Linked DNA regions of Mus musculus: region 1 is linked to region 2. A link is a contact called in public Hi-C data. All regions are on one chromosome and are shown on one strand. Each heading gives the region's core, a stretch centred on a gene start, on an enhancer-like site or on the middle of the called end of the contact. The rest is flanking DNA. Distances are from core to core; before and after follow the strand shown.

The links. Hi-C and Micro-C count contacts between places; a contact is called where the count stands out from the background.
Region 1: a contact with region 2 is called in a Hi-C map of cortical neurons, with 5 times the contacts expected there. The contact joins the promoter of Plppr4 here to the promoter of 4930455H04Rik in region 2. A contact is called at or near these places in 2 of 39 promoter capture datasets (cranial neural crest and embryonic stem cells), 3 of 484 Hi-C or Micro-C datasets (all in cortical neurons) and 2 of 9 other capture datasets (adipose tissue and pancreatic islet).

The regions. Positions count from the first base shown.
Region 1 is chr3:117,359,290-117,362,853 of GRCm38.p6, forward strand. Plppr4 (phospholipid phosphatase related 4) reads right to left here and starts at 1,587. Exons shown (of 7, transcript NM_177664.5): 1 at 735-1,587. The coding sequence starts at 959.
Region 2 is chr3:116,965,812-116,969,648 of GRCm38.p6, forward strand. It overlaps 4930455H04Rik (RIKEN cDNA 4930455H04 gene), which reads left to right and starts at 2,456. Exons shown (of 3, transcript NR_040596.1): 1 at 2,456-2,788. Palmd (palmdelphin) reads right to left here and starts at 3,141. Exons shown (of 8, transcript NM_023245.3): 1 at 2,687-3,141. The coding sequence starts at 2,731. Gm52613 (a long non-coding RNA gene) reads left to right here and starts at 1,211. Exons shown (of 2, transcript XR_003954544.1): 1 at 1,211-1,461; 2 at 1,915-2,205.

The DNA of each region.
Region 1 (3,564 bases), core at 337-2,836, 390 kb after region 2:
ACACACACACACACAAAGTGAACTCAGATGATGTCATACATTTGAAATATATATTCACTCGTTTATGCATATATCTACACTGAGCTATATATATATGTACATGGATATATGTATGTGTCTGTGCACACACCCACACACACCATGGCTAAAGGCCAGTCGATTGTTGACTGACATCTAGAAATGACCCAATTTTAGAAGCAGATGAAGTACCATAGCAACTGTAGTAGGAGACGGGTTTAGGGGGGTTAATAGAAGCCACCGATAATCCTAATACCACATAAACATTTCTGGTCCTACAGTCTAGGCAAAACTGTATGCTTTTGAATTCCCACCAAAAGCTCACAGAGTTCTAGAAATAGTCAGCAAATTGAAAAACACAAATTTCAAAATACAGGCATCATGGCCCCTCTGGGGCACTGATATATGCTGTGCACAACTGGCGCTACAGGGCCAAAAACTAGACCAGTACTCTCACAGGTATCCCTTCCTGGAAGGCCACCCAGCAAGCCGCCCCTAGTGATAACCAGGCGGTGCTGGCAGGTGTCCACAGGCAGACTCAGGGGAGCTCTGGAGAAAAACCTGTGGGAGGAAAGGGAAAGGGTCGAGCATTTAGGAAAGGCAGTGGCTCAAGCCCTTGGTGCTCCGGTGTGGTCACCAATCCCGCCCAGGACCCGAATTAGCTCCGGAGCTGTCCGGAAAGATCTGCATTATGCCAGGGCGCTGGGCCAACTCACCTCAACGAAATAAAAACAGGGCAGGAGGGTGACGCTGTCCTTGATCACTTTGCCCTTTGGCCTCTCCTTCGCCGACATCCCGGCCGCCTGCCGGGCTCCAAGTCCTCCCCCGGGCGAGGTGTGCACCGTGCGGCCACCGAGGCGAGCTGCCTGCTCCAGCCGCAAGCGCCCGGCGCCGCTGATGTCACATTCCCCGCGGGCACCGCTGGAACCAGCGCGCTGCATGCAGCGCCCCCGCCTTTTCCCCGCCCCTCTTTGCAGTAACCCCGCGGATCCCCGAGCCCGAGCCCGCAGGTCTTCTTCAGCCTGGCTTTAGTCCGTGTTTTGCGGGCAAGGGATAGCAGCTCCCTCTCCAAGCTGTTGCTGAGATGGCTTCCCCTCCCTGCCACTCTCCCTGGGCTCTCTCTCCACCGCCCAAGCCGTGAGGCTCCTCTGCTGGCTGGTTGAGCTTGACGTCAAAAATAGGGAAGAGTGGGGGGAAGCACTCCTGGTTTCTGTAGAAGCAAGGCTGAGGAGCCAAGTCACCTGGTCTCACAAGGTCCCCTACCTGGGGTTCCTCTTGCCTTCCTAGAAAACAGAAGCCTGTTTTCTAATGGTAGCACCGTTATCCGCCCTATCCATAGCAAAAGAGACCTCCTACCTGTGCAAAATTAAAACTCGGACTTCATAAGGACAAGTAGGCCACAGAAGGAATTCACTGGGAGCTGGCTGCTACCCAAGCGTGACAGCCCTGCCTGCTGATCTCTAGGGAGGTAACTCCCAGGGAAGCACCTAGAAAAAGCTCCAATCAGCTGGGGAACAGAGTGAAAATTTCCTGCATCTGAAGAGAAAGGGTAAATGGGGCATCATCGCTGGCCCCAAAGCTCAGGAAATATTCTAACCACATTCTTATTCCCTAGTGCACTGTGGGAATCACAGCCGTAACTATGGAAGCATGACTCCAAACACTGGAGTCTAAGCCCAAGCCCTGGTTGTCAGGGTCCGTGGTTGCTCTCACATTTATGATTCTTTTCGCAAACCATCAGTGTCAAGTGCTACAGCAGAAGCACTCAAGGGACACAAAGCAACACATGGGGATATCACCCACTTCTGTCCCTATCTGTTCTAGGTCATTTCTTGCTCTTCCAAAGTTTCCCTGTCAATCACACGACTTTGAATCCCCAGCCTACTTTTCAGCTGGCTTTTTCCATTGCTGCTCCAGTGGGGTTTTGGCAAGCTAGATGCCATATTCATAACATTCACATTTTACTACCCATGCGGCATCTTGCCTCTACTCCTTCTGCCAAGATTAGGTTTCAGAGTCCTGCAGTGCAATTGCTCATGTACCATACTATTCAGTGAAACTCTACCCCAGGTAAATAAGATGTTTATCTGAACAGCTAAATACAGTAGAATAAAACCACAACACGTGACCTTGGGACCATGGCTTAAGTCCCCCCACCTTCCAAACCTAGTGTGTCCTTCTTAGCTGGTCTTGGTTCCATACATATCTTCTCCTAACTTCTCAAAAGCCACACAACCATCTAGCTTTATCTTACTCAGAGAATAGAAGCTATAGAAAAAGACTATATTATCCCATATTATTATTCAAAACAGAGTACTCACCCTCCCTCCCCCCCCCCCCCCACCGCGGGTCACTACCATGTCTTGTTTTGATTGGCAGGAAAAAAAAAAGAGTCCTTACAAATTTTAAGCCATGCCTTACCCCTCACACAGTAGCCCAAAGGTACTTCTGAAAAGCAATTACTGATTTCATTTCTCTGGTTAACCCTTCTAGAAGCTTCCCACTATGTGTAACCCTCACCCCCACCCCCACCTCTTTATTTTACCTGGAATCCTGATGGACATTCTACCTGATGAACTGCACTAGTTTTTCTGATTCTGATGGTGAGGGGACCCAAAACCTTTGTACTTACTATGTCTCTCTGTTGATGAACGCAGTTCTATCAACATTGCACAGTTAATCACTAACATACTTCATGACTCTGCTCAAAATTTAGAAACTCTGTCAAATTTTTCTTGACATACTAAGTAATGGTCACAAATCAAATCTTCAGTTCCCTCCTCTACCTCCTCTGCCTCCTTCTTCTTTTCTTCTTCCTCTTTCCTCCCCCTCCCCTTTCTCCTTCCTTATCCCCCTACTTCTCCTTCTCCTCCTCTCCCTCTTCCCCACTTCCTTTCCCCCTCCTCCCTTCCTCCTCTTCTCCCTCTCTCCTCTTCCTCCTCCTCCCATTTTAAAGGTTTATCCTTTTACTTATATGAGTGCTTTGTCTGTATATATGCTACATACCACACAATGTTATTGGACCCTATATAGATAGTTGTAAGCTACCATGTGATTGCTGAGAAACTGAACTTAGGCTCTCTAGAAGAGCAGAGCAGGCAATGCTTTGAACTGCTTAGCCATCTCTCCAGCCTCTTCTTTTTTCTTTTACAGTATGTTATTTCATTTTTAGAATGCATCATTATTTTAATAGTTTACCAAATATTTCACCCATCTGAAGTTTTTATTTTCAGATAAGGAAACTGAATTGATGAGTTGAGTTAAAGTGTCCTTTCCCACTATTCATGGAGAGCCAATCTCCTCCCATCACTTCCTGCTGTCTGGAACTACCATGCTTCCAAAGCTATATGATGAGTTCTGATGAAGACATTCTCTTTTTGAAAAGGGAATATGTCCTCACATAGTCTGTTCAAGTGCTTCAAGTACTGCTGAATGAAAATTAAATAAACTTGATAAATCGAAGAGAGATAACTACCACACAAACACTCCCAGGAGAATACTTGGCTATGGGCACCCGAAACCAACTTAGAAACAACTTTCTTCTTT
Region 2 (3,837 bases), core at 1,206-3,705:
TTAAACCATTGAAAAAATTTGTGAATGATCTTAAAATAAAATTTACTGGTATGGGAAATGAATGGCGTCACCACAGGGTTACAGTAGTTTTATCGTAATGCTACTTGGTTCAGCCAAATTATATGAAGATGAATTTTTTTCAATTATTTGTAGTTAAAAGAACACCTTTTTAGTTACTTGAGACCCTGTGGAGTAAGAACAATATTTACAGCTTATTTCATTTTACTGCCAAAAGTTAGAGAATCATAATTTAATAATAATAAAAAAATCAAACAGCTCTTGCAGTGTTAATGTTTGTTGTTCTTGTCCTTTTACAGTGAAGTCTCTGTGTTGTTGAGTCTTGGTGTCTTAGGGAATTAACATCTTTGCCGTCATGGACATATATAAAAATTATTTCAGTGTAGGAGAGCAGTTAAAAGATTATCTCTGAGTTTTTGTAATTTTAATGCCTTTCAAAAAATGAGATAACTCTTGAAAGTTCCCTGGGTACGGTGTGTTTTCTTTTCCTAGGAAGAAAGAATAGCAGGGGTGGCTTCCTGGGCAAGGCCAGGGCGGAGTAAGCTGGCATTTCCCAGGGTGTGCAGGAGGAGAGTGGTTGTATTGTTTCCATGGACACGGAGGAACTACTCCATTTCCCCTCTAGGTGGTGACAAATGTGACTGAGCCCTGTGAGGTGCAGGCTTATGGAAATTCGTTCCTATAAACTTTTGCCAGTTTTTACCCTACAGGCTTTAAGCAAGAATTTTACTTTCAAGCTAAGTTTTGTGACTGTACCTCCAAGACTTAATTAACTCTAAAGGGATATGTTTGGGCTCGTGGGATAATTTTTAAAAGTTTATTAATTTTAACAGTGAAAGTATCTCTATATTCAGGAACCTGCCTACCTACTCAATTCCTTTTAAGGCATTTTGATCTTCTATATCTAATTGCACCTGAAGCCTCAGTGAAAATTCCTTGGCTTTCTGAATAACTCTCAGCCGCCATCTACTTGGACCATGCCCTAGTTCACTAAATGCTCTAAGCTGCAAACCACACTTAGCAAGACCTTAAAATAAGATGTTCCCCAGTTCAGTAGCAGAGACACAGAAGAAGGTGTCTGTGTGCATCACCGAGTCAACTGTTTCATTTGGTTATCCGGGAGGTAAAGCCGTGGGGAGAAATGGAACCTAGTTGTGAGCGACTCACACGGCCCAGTGAAGTAACCTTTAGCCAACAGCTGTAATGTGAAAGGGCCATGCCAAGAACAACAGAGCACAGTGGAGTTCCTGTCCCTTCTAGGAGGACAGCTGAAGCTGTGGCCGGATTTAACAACAAAACAAAACAAACAAAAATCCAGGCCAAGGTTTTTAAGATGAAAGGAAAAAATACAGTAATTAGAATTCAGAAATTAAAAAGTACTCTCTATAGAAAGGTGCCCAGGCTGCTTAGTGGACTCTTGGCTCCTTTTCACTGGTGAAGAAAGTAGGTTTTTATTTATCCTTTCTGGGTAGGAGGGAAAAAACCCCCGCTATATTCCCTTAGTGTGTGTGTGTGTGTGTGTGTGTGTGTGTGTGTGTGTGTATGCACAACAAAACCTAAATTAGGATTTGCTTAATTAATTGTGAGAATTTGAGGAGCAAAGAGTTGGATAACCTCCTATCTACCTTGATTTAGTGTCAGTTTTTCAGAAAGTAGTTACTTCTTTTTTGACGGTTAATTTCAGTGTCAGAAAATGTGACGCACAGGGGTGTGGATTTGCCAAGTTGCTTTTCCTTGCAAAAATGCTATCAAAAGTTACAGCTAATAACGATAGATGACCAGGTCAGGGACTTCCAGGTTATCGTCACATACAGCAGTTTGGAAGCAAATGAGAAAAAGAATGGTATCATTTAAGAAAAGTGACTCATTTCTTGCTTTGATTTTTTTTTTCCCCAGAACAAACATCAAGTGTACTACTTTTCTTCCCGGAATTAGGGAAATATTTTCCAAGTCCATCTTGTGCATGGCTCCTGTATTGAGACCTTATTCGGACTATGTCTGTCCTTCTGTACTGGAAAACTGATCTGCGAGAATTACTCTGATGCGTGCCTTCGCTACTTTTCTTCTGTTTTAATACTTCGCATATATATATATGCATACATACATACACCAAGCTTTGCTTTAATTCAGTTAGGTTTGTCTGGAATATACTTTGACACATGAATAAAAATGTTTCCGATTTTCTTCCTTTTGATCTACCTCTTTAAAAAAAAACTTTTGGGGGTTCTATTCATTGCTTTGAAAAGTTTTCCAGTTAGGCATCTATAAGAACATTTGTCCGATAGAAGGAATTTGAAGAAAAAACCCTAAACTTCAGATATCCACAGAAGGTGAGGAGAGTTTACAAACTATTTATAAAAACAAGCAAACAAGCAAACAACCCTTGATTATCGTTTAGAATGCAAACACCATCTGTAAATTCCAGAACCATTTCCCTGGATCTCAGGTTCTGAAGCCCCAGTGTCATGGAGGGTCACAAGGGTTAAGAGAAGCAGACCAGAGTCCACGAAGGCTTAGTTCTGTTTCTCTACTTGGAAGGCCTGGGAGACAAGGACAGCTAGCAACGTCGCCTGTGCCGGTGCCGGTGCCGGTGCCGGTGCCGGTGCCGGTGCCGGTGCCGTTTGTCTAAGCAACCACCTTACTGACTTAAAACTCTATGTAGACTTACAGTGATGGCCTGGAGTCTTCCCTTCACCAGCTCAGCTTCTTCCATTCTAGAAGTCAAGGACAGGCAGACGCTGAAGGAAGTCCAAAGCTACCATAAATCAAGGTGCGTCCTTGGAGAGGGGAGCTGGAGATGACAGAAGAGACACGGAGAGAAATCCGCTCTTTGCAGCAGGGAGAGAGGAAGAGAATTCCGAACTGTCAGGAGCGGAGCGGCTCAGAGCCCATGCACAGATGAGGCCAGACAGACACATGTAATGAGGGTGCACTGGGGAGGCAGACGCTGAGGCTGCTGGCACGAGTTGACTGACAAGTTTGAACGGCAGCCGCACAAGCCCTTTTCCTTCAGGGGCTGCCAGCTCTTTGTTGTGCTGTGCACGGTTAGCGAGACACATTTTCTTATTAACTGTTCCTTACCCAAGTCATTATTTTCCAGGAGTGGCGCAGGGAGCTGCCGTGCTGAGTGTCGGGGTCCGGGCAGCCCAGGTTTTCCTGTGAGCCTGTGTGTGTTTAAAGTTATCTCGCTTAGTTTATCTCGGGGGGGGGGGGGGGATGAGAGAGAGAGAGAGAGAGAGAGAGAGAGAGAGAGAGAGAGAGAGAGAGAGAGAGAGAAGTGCTAAGTCACTTGTTTGTTATCTCCCTCTGCTTGGCTTTAGGTAATGGTGATGGCTCCTTTAGTAACCGAAGAACCCTTAGAGTAGAATATTTGCATCAAGCTCAGCTCCCCTCTCAAAGTCCCACCGCAGGCAGCCTTCTGACAGAGACCTTAGACTCTTAGGTCTTGGAAAGCAAAACAAAACAAAACAAAACAAAAAAACCCAAAGGTGTTAACGTGATGATTGATGTTGGATATCTGGGGACTGCAGCACCTTTTTTGGACCCCATTCAAAAAAAACAAAAAACAAAAAACAAAAAACAAAACAAAACAAAACAAAAAAACAAACCCCGACAATCTTCAATTTCAGGAAGGTGCCCATTTTGACAGCCTGAAGTTATGCAAGAGCAAGGAGCGAGCCTGTGAAAGTGTGCCCTGGGTGGACAGTCCCTGCCCTTTAAGGAAGGCAGTGAACCCCGGGGAAACTCAGGTCAGAGCAGAGCCCAGGAAGCTTTGCAATGGACTTTGTTTTCTTTTTCCCACCTATTCTTTAAGTGCAT